Linked DNA regions of Mus musculus: regions 1 and 2 are each linked to region 3. A link is a contact called in public Hi-C data. All regions are on one chromosome and are shown on one strand. Each heading gives the region's core, a stretch centred on a gene start, on an enhancer-like site or on the middle of the called end of the contact. The rest is flanking DNA. Distances are from core to core; before and after follow the strand shown.

What was found. Hi-C and Micro-C count contacts between places; a contact is called where the count stands out from the background.
Region 1: a contact with region 3 is called in a Hi-C map of uterus, with 4 times the contacts expected there. The contact joins two enhancer-like sites. A contact is called at or near these places in 4 of 39 promoter capture datasets (cranial neural crest, embryonic stem cells, hippocampal neurons and 1 more), 2 of 484 Hi-C or Micro-C datasets (nephron progenitors and uterus) and 2 of 115 datasets of contacts at active chromatin or transcription factors (embryonic forebrain and stem cell-derived neural progenitor cells).
Region 2: a Hi-C map of uterus shows a contact between it and region 3, with 5 times the contacts expected there. The contact joins two enhancer-like sites. A contact is called at or near these places in 3 of 484 Hi-C or Micro-C datasets (bone marrow-derived macrophages and uterus), 3 of 115 datasets of contacts at active chromatin or transcription factors (embryonic basal ganglia, embryonic fibroblasts and pancreatic cancer cells) and 1 of 9 other capture datasets (embryonic stem cells).

What each region holds. Positions count from the first base shown.
Region 1 is chr2:5,146,663-5,150,214 of GRCm38.p6, forward strand. The region is part of intron 2 of Ccdc3 (coiled-coil domain containing 3); the gene reads left to right. Among named protein-coding and RNA genes, the nearest start is that of Ccdc3, 11 kb to the left of the region's middle. Within about 2 kb of position 1,744, at least 5 of the 459 cell types and tissues checked have an H3K27ac peak or open chromatin away from gene starts, as enhancers often do. A contact at or near this core is called in uterus, where this site is marked.
Region 2 is chr2:5,745,332-5,748,707 of GRCm38.p6, forward strand. Gm29857 (a long non-coding RNA gene) reads left to right here. Exons shown (of 3, transcript XR_373964.2): 3 at 868-1,022. Among named protein-coding and RNA genes, the nearest start is that of Gm29857, 19 kb to the left of the region's middle. Within about 2 kb of position 1,285, at least 16 of the 459 cell types and tissues checked have an H3K27ac peak or open chromatin away from gene starts, as enhancers often do. A contact at or near this core is called in uterus, where this site is marked.
Region 3 is chr2:5,453,119-5,456,517 of GRCm38.p6, forward strand. The region is part of intron 2 of Camk1d (calcium/calmodulin-dependent protein kinase ID); the gene reads right to left. Among named protein-coding and RNA genes, the nearest start is that of Gm36853, 28 kb to the right of the region's middle. Within about 2 kb of position 1,278, at least 3 of the 459 cell types and tissues checked have an H3K27ac peak or open chromatin away from gene starts, as enhancers often do. A contact at or near this core is called in uterus, where this site is marked.

The sequences.
Region 1 (3,552 bases), core at 494-2,993, 310 kb before region 3:
AGGGGTTGCAGTCTTCCTTTCTTAAAATGGAGTAAAAAAGGTCTTGGGGGACAGACAAGTTGATAAACCACTGCTTTAGATCACATGGGGTAACTCAGAGCAGCCTCATCTCAATATCACACAAACCTAACAACCTGAGTCAGGACCCTCAGAACCTGCATCAAAGTTGGATGCATAGTGCAGGTATCCATAATCCTAGCATGCTCCTACTGGGAAACAGGAGGCAGCGACAGGGTAAGTTTTACAAGCTCTTCAGTCAGCTAGTCTAGCATAGTCAGTGTAAACAGACCCTGTCTCAAATGAGGTATAAGGTAAGACCGACACCTGAAGGCCATCTTCAGACCTTCACAAGAATATCATACATGGCTGCGGACACAGACACAGACACAGACACAGACAGAGACAGAGACAGACATACACACACACACACACACACACACACACACACACACACAGACACACACACACAGACACACAGACACACAGACACACACACACACACACAGACACACACAGACACACACACAGAGAGAAAGAGAGAGAGATATGCATAAACACACAAAATTTACCTTAGAATCAATATATTTACTTGTAAAAATTCTATTGTGAACCTTGTAGTCTTTCTCTGTAGTGTGAAGTAATTCATTTGGTTGTGTGTGGGTGATTCTAATGGTTGCTCAGAGTGATTCAAATGGTCACGTGTGGACAAAGAGCTTCAGGAAGAGTTACCATCCCTTCCTTCCTTCCTTCCTTCCTTCCTTCCTTCCTTCCTTCCTTCCTTCCTTCCTTCCTTCCTTCCTTCCAAACAGCAAACACAAACTGAAAAGCAAGCAAGCAACAACAGGTACCCTTCCTGGGGGCAGGCAAGCCTCTTCCTAGGACGAGCTTGCCTATGATCTCAGACTTGTTACTTGTTTTCCCACAACCTCCTGATGGTTCAGAATTGTTGTGTAGGTCACTGTCCTCCAAGTAGGAATAAATGCTGGGCTGGGAGGCTTTTGTGAATGAGAACCCACTAATCCCTCACGTGTTCAGTGAGTGAGTGGCCTTGGACATTGTTGTTCTCAGTGTCTTATGTGTAGTGTAGGTGTGTAGCGAGCTCTTATGTGTCTTGTTGTTGATGCTGTTGCCCTCCAAGCTTCCTTGCAGCCTGGACAGGTGACCTAGACTCCAGTCATGAAGGACCAAGGTGATCTGGAGGGATGGGATGGGGTTGTAGGGAACTCTTACATGGGGATGCTTTCATGCACCAGACCCAGGCTGCCATTCAACTGGATCAGAAGGAGCAAAATCCTCCCTCACTCTGGTCTCTTCCCAGTACTTTATTTTTAAAATACCCCCTCCTCACCCCTTACTTAGTTTATAGAGACACAATCTTGCTTTCAAAAGTTGCCAAGACATCGGGAGTGTCACCAAGTGCTCAGCTCCTCTCCACTGGTGTCACGGTGCTAATGGGGCTTGAGGGGATGTCTTTGGCAATCAGTCTTTACTAGCAGGATTCTCTGCACTCCAGCCAAGAACATTTTTCCTTTCTGTTTTCCCCCTGCTTGGGTGAGTGTAACAGTCAAAACAGAAGTTGGACATTTTTCCTTTTCTGCCAGTACTATCCCCTGGGACCAAGACCTACCCTGACCTGACTTACATTAGTCTGTCATAAAATGGCATGGGTTTAAAATAAAACCTGTGAAGGTCAGGCTGCCCTCCGCTATCCGCACATTCTCCTTTCCTTGTCTGGAGTGGGGAAGGAGCTGTCTCATCCTAGGCTGCTTCAGAAGGAATGTAAACTCTTCATTGGATCTGGATGGCTCGGTGTCAGGAGGACTGACCTTGGGCAGGTCCTTCCACTTCTTGTAGCTGAAGTTTGTTCATCTAGAAGATGAGGCCCGCAGAAACAAAGATTGCTGCACTGGAGTGTGTATCCAATGCACTTTGTAAACAATGCAAAGCACTTCCGGATTCATCATGACTGTAGTCATTTCAAAGGCTTTCAGCATTGCGTTTTTACAATTTAAAAAAAAAAAAAACTCTCTAGGGCTGGAGAGAGCATATCCTCCTCTTGCAGAGTTCCCAGCATCCAGCATCCATGTCAGGTGGCTTGAGAGGCACCTGTAACCCCAACTCCAGGGAACTGAGTGCCTTCATGTTCACATTTGCATACACACACACACACACACACACACACACACACACACACACACACATACATACACACACACACACACACACATACACACACACACACACACACACACACACACACACGCAACTAAAAAAAAAAAAGGTTCCTATTACCCCACCCCCACCCACCAGGTAACTCCTAAGACCTGCGGGGACTGGCAACTGCTAATCCCAGCCCAACTCCCTAGATTGAGGAGAATATGTATTAGTTAGGCTTTCACTGCTGTGAACAGATGCCACGACCAAGGCAACTCTTATAAGGACAACATTTAATTGGGGCTGGCTTACAGGTTCAGAGGTTTAGTCCACTATCATCATGGCAGGAAGCATGGCAGCATCTAGGCAGGCATGGTGCAGGAGTTGCTGAGAATTTTACATCTTCATCTGAAGGCTGCTAGAAGACTGGCTTCCAGGCAGCTGGGATGAGTGTCTTAAAGGCTGCACCCGCAGTGACACACCTATTCTAACAAGGCCACACCCACTCCAATAAGGCCACACCTCCTCATAGTGGCACTCCCTGGGCCAAGTGTCTACAAACCACCACAGAACAGTAGAGGGATGGGAATGAGTAAGTAACTATTCATATTTTCTTCCATTCAGCAGCATTTAATACATTTAATAACTACTGGGCAGGAGCACTCTGAAAAAGTATGTTAATTGAATTGCAAAGAGATGACACATTCATGTGCTAACAGCAGATCTCCCTCTCTGACGCTTGCTCCCCAGTTCTTACCTACCCCACAGACAAACAGCCGGGGTTCTTAGTTTCTTGTGCAAACATTCAATCTGTGTTTTGATGCTGCAAACACAGTTCAACATGTCTTATTTACTGTTGTCTTTGCTAGGCTGCTGGAGCACTGAGGCACTTACCTGTGCATCGCTTTATTCACATATAGATTTCAAGGATCTTTCTGTTTCTGAACGTCTTAAATGGCTGCACAATATTCCATTGTATGGATTTAACATGATATGTCATGTTTAATGGAGCCTCCTGCTGTTTGGTTTTTGAGTCATTTCTAGTACAGCATCATCACAAATAGTGCTGACATCATTATATATAACTAATTGTAGGACTCACTACTGTGGCTAATCCTTAGCAAATATTTGGGTACCTCCCATGATGCAGTTACATTGTGAGATGCTACAATTTCAATATTTAGCAAAGCCCAGATGTCATATAGTCGTATAATCCTAATTAACAACAGACATAATCAAAAGACCATATGGATCAAAATATAACCAAAAGATTATTGCATAATGTTAAATGGAAATAATTGTTCCAACCTAAGAACTTAAGCAAGTAAAGATCCTTTCCTGGACTTGAAGGGGAAGAAAACCTTCTCAGATGAACGGATACAAACTGAGATAAGACCT
Region 2 (3,376 bases), core at 35-2,534, 290 kb after region 3:
AACCTCCTTCCAGCCCCCAAATCACACGGATCTGGGGATGGCTGGTCTTTTCCAGTACTATCCTTAAAGGAAGAATTCCGAGTGAGTAATCAAGCTACCTACAGCAGTTAGTTAGGTTTTGCTTCATTGATGGTCATACCTCCAGCACTCTGTATACACCATATACCTGTGTTCTAGACCACTGCACACAAACTATTGGCCATTACTAAGCTATTGTGCATACTATAATGGAACACTTCAGAGACAGCCAAACCTCACGAAATCAGAAGAAAGTCCAATCAAACTCAGAGAAAATCTAGCCCTGGTATTTCAAAGAGAAAGGTGACAACCCTGGCTAGCCGTTTATATACCTTACAGCTACCTCTGCAAAGGGCCATTTTAATAAACTGGGAAAAGAGATGAACTTACTGAACCGTGTATCCAAAGCACAAAACATTTCAGCAAAACCATTTTCTCTGAATCAGCCCCCACACCCTGTTTTCTTATTCACCTCTATGGTCTTTAGTGAGATGGACTTCTTGAAATTGCTGATAGTGGGTTGTTAATGCTAAACAAGGAGTGTCTGAACTTGACAAGTCTGTACTGTAGCCTGGAGCCCTTGGTTAACCACTGATACAGCCTCCGTCTCGTCAGTTCTAGGAGGCTGACATTTTGGGTTGAGGTTTTGTTTTTGTTTTTTTTTTTTTTTGGTTTTTTTTTTTTTTTTTTTTTTTGTCTTGTGTTTTGAAAGCATCTTGCTTTGTAGCTCAGGCTTGCCTCAGGCCCTCCCTGCCCCCCAGCCCAAGTGTTGGGAATACTGGTGTGTGCTACCACCTCTGGCCTTAGGAATTTGATTTTTAAATTCATTTTTTTTCCCTTGCCTCCCAGGAGCTGCTCTCTGCATTCTGTCTGCTTCCCTCCCAGCTGTCAAACCCTGAGCTGTTAAAAACACAAAATACAACATTTTGCCCATCATCATCCAAATAAACCCAGTCCATCCCAGCGATGGATTCTAGAAGCAAGTGGGAAGTTTTACAAATTGCCCAGTGCGTGGATTCACGCATGAGCATCCGCTTCATCCTCGCTGAGACCCACGGCAGCGGTAAGAAGACAGCCTGGTGGTCAGGAAAACAGTCTTTGGAGTTGGATGTTTCCAAATTTCAACCTCAGCCCTACTTGTAGTGTAAATCCATTCTCTAAGCTCCTGCTTCCTTAGCAGTAAAACGGGGAGGATTAATGTAGTGAGCTGGACAGTCTGCTCAGGCCATAGAGCGCATGCGTAAAGTCCGAGCGAGCAGCGGCAGCGACCCTAGGACTCCTTACTTGGAGGTGCTATGCGCAGCCTCTTCTTAATAAGGGACAGGAAGAACAAGATTCTCTTCCATCTCCCCGCTGCTGACATGTGATGGGTGTGTGGAAAATGTTCCCATTCAGGTGACAAGTAATAGTTAAAATATTTGATAGTCTCCTGAGCTGCCCAGTAAATCGGACCTCCCACGTGGGAGCTGGCTCTTGACACAGCACAGCTGTCTCCAGAGAGTTATGTGTGAGGAGCCACTGGAAACGAGGCCAGGTCAGGTGGATTGTCCAACACCTAAAGCAACTGCTGGGAAGTTGCTGATTGGAAGAATGAGCCCTAGGATGTACAGGGAGTGAGCAGGGAGCTGGGGGAGCACCTTTAAACTCAGCTCAATTCCACAGAGGCTCAAGACCCCCTTGCCCCCCCCCCCACCTCCCTAATCACCAGCAGCATTGACTTTCCAAAGGAATCTCTCTCCATAAGTTTGAAAAGAAGTTGGCTTTGGGAACTGGAAATGCATGTTCTTCCAGAAAGTGTTTGCAAGAGTCATCTTGCTTTTCTAATCAGGGCCCCCAAGGTATAGGCCATCAGTCAGGTCATCAAAGGTATAGCTGAAGCAGAAGCTATAAGCTTGGGCAGAGATGGCCAGTGACCTACTTGCTTGAGTCACAGCAGCAAGGCAGTAAAGAAAGCTTCCACGTGCCTCAGTTTCCCCATCTTCAAGTCGTATAACTACTGCACACTGTTGCAAAGATAAAGCAAGTTGGGCCACATAAAGCATTTAGATCATGAGATGTATATTCTTTAAATAAATTGAGATTATCATCAAGTCTATGAGGTCACTGATTGGGAGCTTCAGATGGCTACAGGGAGGAACTCAGACATCCAGCGATAATTGGGATTTATACAAGAGCCCTGTGGCCAAGGAGAAGGCTGTCAAGGGCTTTCTGGGAGTTATTTTAGGAATAGTTATTACCGCCAGTTTACCCAAGAAGAAACTTGGACCCAGGAAAGCAAGAGAATTTATCTAGCAAGATTGATATCACTTCCTCTGGTGGTTTGGCCCCATTGACTCATGCTTGGCCTATGGGGAGTGGCACTATTAGGAGGTATGGCCTTGTTAGTGGAAGTGTGGCCTTGCTGGAGTAGGTGTGCCACTGTGGGGGTGGACTTTGAAGTGGTCTAGTGTTCAACTCCACCCAGTGTGAAAATCTCAGCGCCTCCTCCTGGCTGCCTAGGAAGACAGTCTGTCTCCTCCTGGTTGCCTAGGAAGGCAGTCTCCTCCTGGTTGCCTGCAGACCAAGGTGTAGAACTCGAAGTTCCTTCTCCAGCACCATGTCTGCCTAGACACTCGTGTGCTCTCTGAAACTATAAGCCAGCCTCAATTAAACGTTGTTCTTAGAGTTGCCTTGGTCATGGTGTCTCTTCACAGCAATGAAACCCTAACTTTTTCTACCATTATATCCCTTCTTGTTGCCCCTCTCTGGTGCTATGCCCAGAAAAATGAGTTCCCTTTGTAAGCCAGATATTTGTCAATAATTTTCATCTCAAAGTACCAAAAGACTCAAACAACAGAAAAGGGAAAAAGCTTACTATATACACCTCCAAGGAGTATCCATCCCTCACTCTGACTCCCCTCGAAATCCCAATTCCCTAGAGCAGTGGTTCTCAACCTGTGGGTCACAAGCCCTTTGGCAAACTTCTATCTGCAAAAATATTTACATTACGATTCATAACAGTCGCAAAATTACACTTATGAAGTAGCAACAAAAATAATTTTATGGTTGTGGGTCCCTATAACATGAGGAACTGTATTAAAGGGTCGCAGCATTAGGGAGGCTGAGAACACTGTCCTAGATCACTTTGAAGGGCTTCTTGAAGGGGCCTCTGAATACTGATATACTACTGACTCCTGAATCCAGAGTTGTATTATGTAAGGGGAGGGGCACAACTGGGGTGGCCCAAGAGGAGAAACAGGCGCCAAGACTTCTAATATTCATGAACACTGGTCTTGCCTTTACCTATGCAGGTAACTCAGAAGGAAGCCCTCACTGTTCACAAAGACAGCGCTGAGGAACTCACTGTCAATCGTTGTTC
Region 3 (3,399 bases), core at 28-2,527:
TGTGTGTCTGTGTGTATCTGTGTCTATATGTGTGTGTGTGTGTGTGTGTGTGTCTGTATGTGTGTGTCTGTGTGTGTGTCCAATGCTCAGCTCACAGAACTCAATGAAAGAATAGACAATTTATTCTGACATCCATAAAGCCTTACAGATCCTCATGGGCTGATGGGCTTACAAAATGTTGGAATATTTGACTGCCAATTGCTTTCTGCTTTCTATTACTACCCTTGGAAAACCAGCCGTGGGTCACAAGACCAATCCTATGTTAGACTTATCTGAGAAATTTTAAGATCTACGGAAACCTGACAGGGAATGCAGCTTTGCATGTACAAAGCCCTGGGCTTCATCAGCCAAACGTCACCCACCCATTCGCCCTCGATACCTAGTCCTGTTCCTGGACCTTTAAATTTACTTGCCCTGGGATGTGCCCTGTGCATGGTGATCTGTTTATTAAAACTACTCACCAAGCAGTGGCAACACATGCCTTTAATCCCAGTACCCGAGAGAGGCAGAGGGGCAGAGGGGCAGAGAGGCAGAGAGGCAGAGAGGCAGAGAGGCAGAGAGGCAGAGAGGCAGAGAGGCAGAGAGGCAGAGAGGCAGAGAGGCAGAGAGGCAGAGAGGCAGAGAGGCAGAGAGGCAGAGAGGCAGAGAGGCAGAGAGGCAGAGAGGCAGAGAGGCAGAGAGGCAGAGAGGCAGAGAGGCAGAGAGGCAGAGAGGCAGAGGCAGAGGCAGGTTTTACTCTGTGAGTTCAAGTCCAGCTTGGTCTACAGAGTAAGTTCCAGGGAAGCCAGGGTTGCACAGAGAAAATCTGTCTTAAAAAAACAAAACAAACAAAAAACCAAAAAACCTTCTCAAATGATCTAAGTGGACACAAACTGCTCAGTTGTTAAACAGTTGAGAAAGAATTTAGATGCTTAGGTGACTGGTGAGCCCTCAGGTTTAGTGGCCACTATAAAGTTATCCTAGGGGGATACATTTTCTTGACAACAGACCGTGTACTAACAGTAAGATTCTGGCTGTCCTGAGGAGAGTTTAGGGCCACACAGCCAGCCACACGGCCAGCCCGTTACTCCCCCTTAGGGGAGTGAGAAACATTGACAAGTTCCACCTGGTCACCTGCAACGCTTGTTTGTAATATTTCTTAGGCAAGCTTGGCAAGACTACTGCTTTGTGGTAGTATTGTTGCCTTTTTGGTACCTGTTTTGAAGAATAATATATGTGCCCAGGGCACTTGGACCCTGAGAACAGACACTTGGAGACTTGGAGGCCATTAAGGTGTTCAGTGTTCTTGGAAGAGAGGCAAACCCCTCAGGGGGGTTTATTAGCTCTGCTTGATGTGGGCATGGAGTATCCAAAGCACCTTCTAAGCTGGGTTCACGTTCCCTGTGGATGTGTAAATGTGAATACTGCAGCCTCGCCTGTATGGGATACTGTTGCCGACATAGATCAGGCCTCGACTTCATCCACCCCTCACACTGAAGGCTTGAGTTCGCAAAGCTTCCCCTCGCCAACACTGCTTTAAACTCACATGGAGGAAGGGGTAAAAACAACGCCTGGGGCAAAATTCTTGTTTCCATTTTCTGCCCTCCCTCCAAAACCCATTATTTTCTCGTCACTGATGAGCCACATTCACACCACTCTTGGTTTCACAGACCCCAGGATGACTTCAGACTATTAGCTGCCTAAGCACAGGCTCAGAAACATGGCCCAACAGGAGGCAGGACCTTCCACAGGACCACAGAGACCCAGGCGTCCTGAGAAGAGGAGGTCCCAGGGCGACCGCCTCTTTTCACAGGAGATGCAAGGCAGCTGGGACCCGAGTACGATCATAGGCATTCTGACAAAGCAGATGGAATAGGGTGACATTTATTTAGAGAGCAGTTAGCGAACTGTCAAATAAAAAAATGAAGAAGAAGAGAAGCAGAGCAGAGGGAAGTCTGTTTTGAACACTTGCCTAATGCCTGTGGCTTTGCAGACTTAGAGGACCAACGTTCCCACTGCGACAGGCCTTGGTGTTCTAGGAATGTGCCCACACTGGATCCAAGCTGCTGGATCCGCTGTTCCTTGACTTTTGCATTTTGGTAATTAATGATGTCACCCAGTCTGTCTGGGTCAGACCAGGCTGCAGAGAACCTGGCACATTCTAATGAGTGAGAACCTCTTTCAGGCAACTATATGTCAGGTATTAATGAGCATGTTTCGTGATTAGCTCTATGTTTGTTTTTAATCTCATATCTGTTTTTCTTATCATTTCCATTGAGTGTACAAGAAGCACAAGGTCCTCTGTTCTTTTTTGGGAAAGTAGCAGCGAGTTTCTTTGGAGCTGAGATTAGCGTCGCGATTAGAATCGGGTTTTGCTTTGTCCCAGAGTTTTCAAAAGAAGCTTGCTACAGACCTCACCTCTTGGCTTCGCAGTACCGGGTGGCTGAGTGTGCTGAAGCAGTTCTGAGTTTATAGTTTGGTGGTGCCCTGATAATAAAAGACCAGGACCCAAAGGATATTAGCTCTTAGGAAGTATCTCAGGGCCAGCTTAAGCACTGCTTACAACATACTCAGGACACTATAAACAGTTTGTGAAAAATCAACTGGCTGCTATTCACCTAGATTTCTAGAAATCCCATGGGGGTGGCACCAAGAAGACTGTTCAATTGGTAAGGTGCTTGCTTTGCAAGCTTAAAGCCATGAGTTCAAGTCCCAGAGTACATATTAAAGCAACAACAAAACAGGAATGGCAGCCCAGGTTTGTATTCCCATCACTAGGGAAATGGAGACAGGCCAATGCAGCTGACCCAGCCTACTTGGAATATCAAGGCAAGCAGAAGCCCTGTGTCAAAAAGCATAGTAAATGGGTGACCAAGAAACAAAACCTCAAAGCTATCCTCTGGTCTTTTCTCTCTCTCTCTCTCTCTCTCTCTCTCTCTCTCTCTCTCTCTCTCTCTCTCTCTTGCTTGTGTGTGTGTGTGTGTGTGTGTGTGTATACAAACATACAGACACACGCACACACACCAGAGAGAGGGGGAGGGGAGAGAGAGAAATTTCAGAGTTTCAAGAGAAATTCATAACTTAACAGTCCCATGAGGAAAGGGGACATAAAACCAAGCTGCCATATGGAACCCTGACAATGACACCCAGGGAACCAGACAAGAGGAGTGTGACACTCACTGCTCTCCTGTTCAGCAGAGCAGCTGGCAGACTCAGATGATCACAGTCTGTAAGCCAAAAGCCAAGGTGATCTGGGCCAGGCTGAGGTCACACACAGGCCACTGGGTGCAGTGGCAGTGCCTTACCTTATCACAGCAGCCAGGCAGAAAGATCTTTGCCTCCCTGAGCACCAGACGTCATTACACCCACTTTCCCTGGTGTTTTCCTATCTTGTTTTTATGGTCTTCTGGTTTCCCAAAT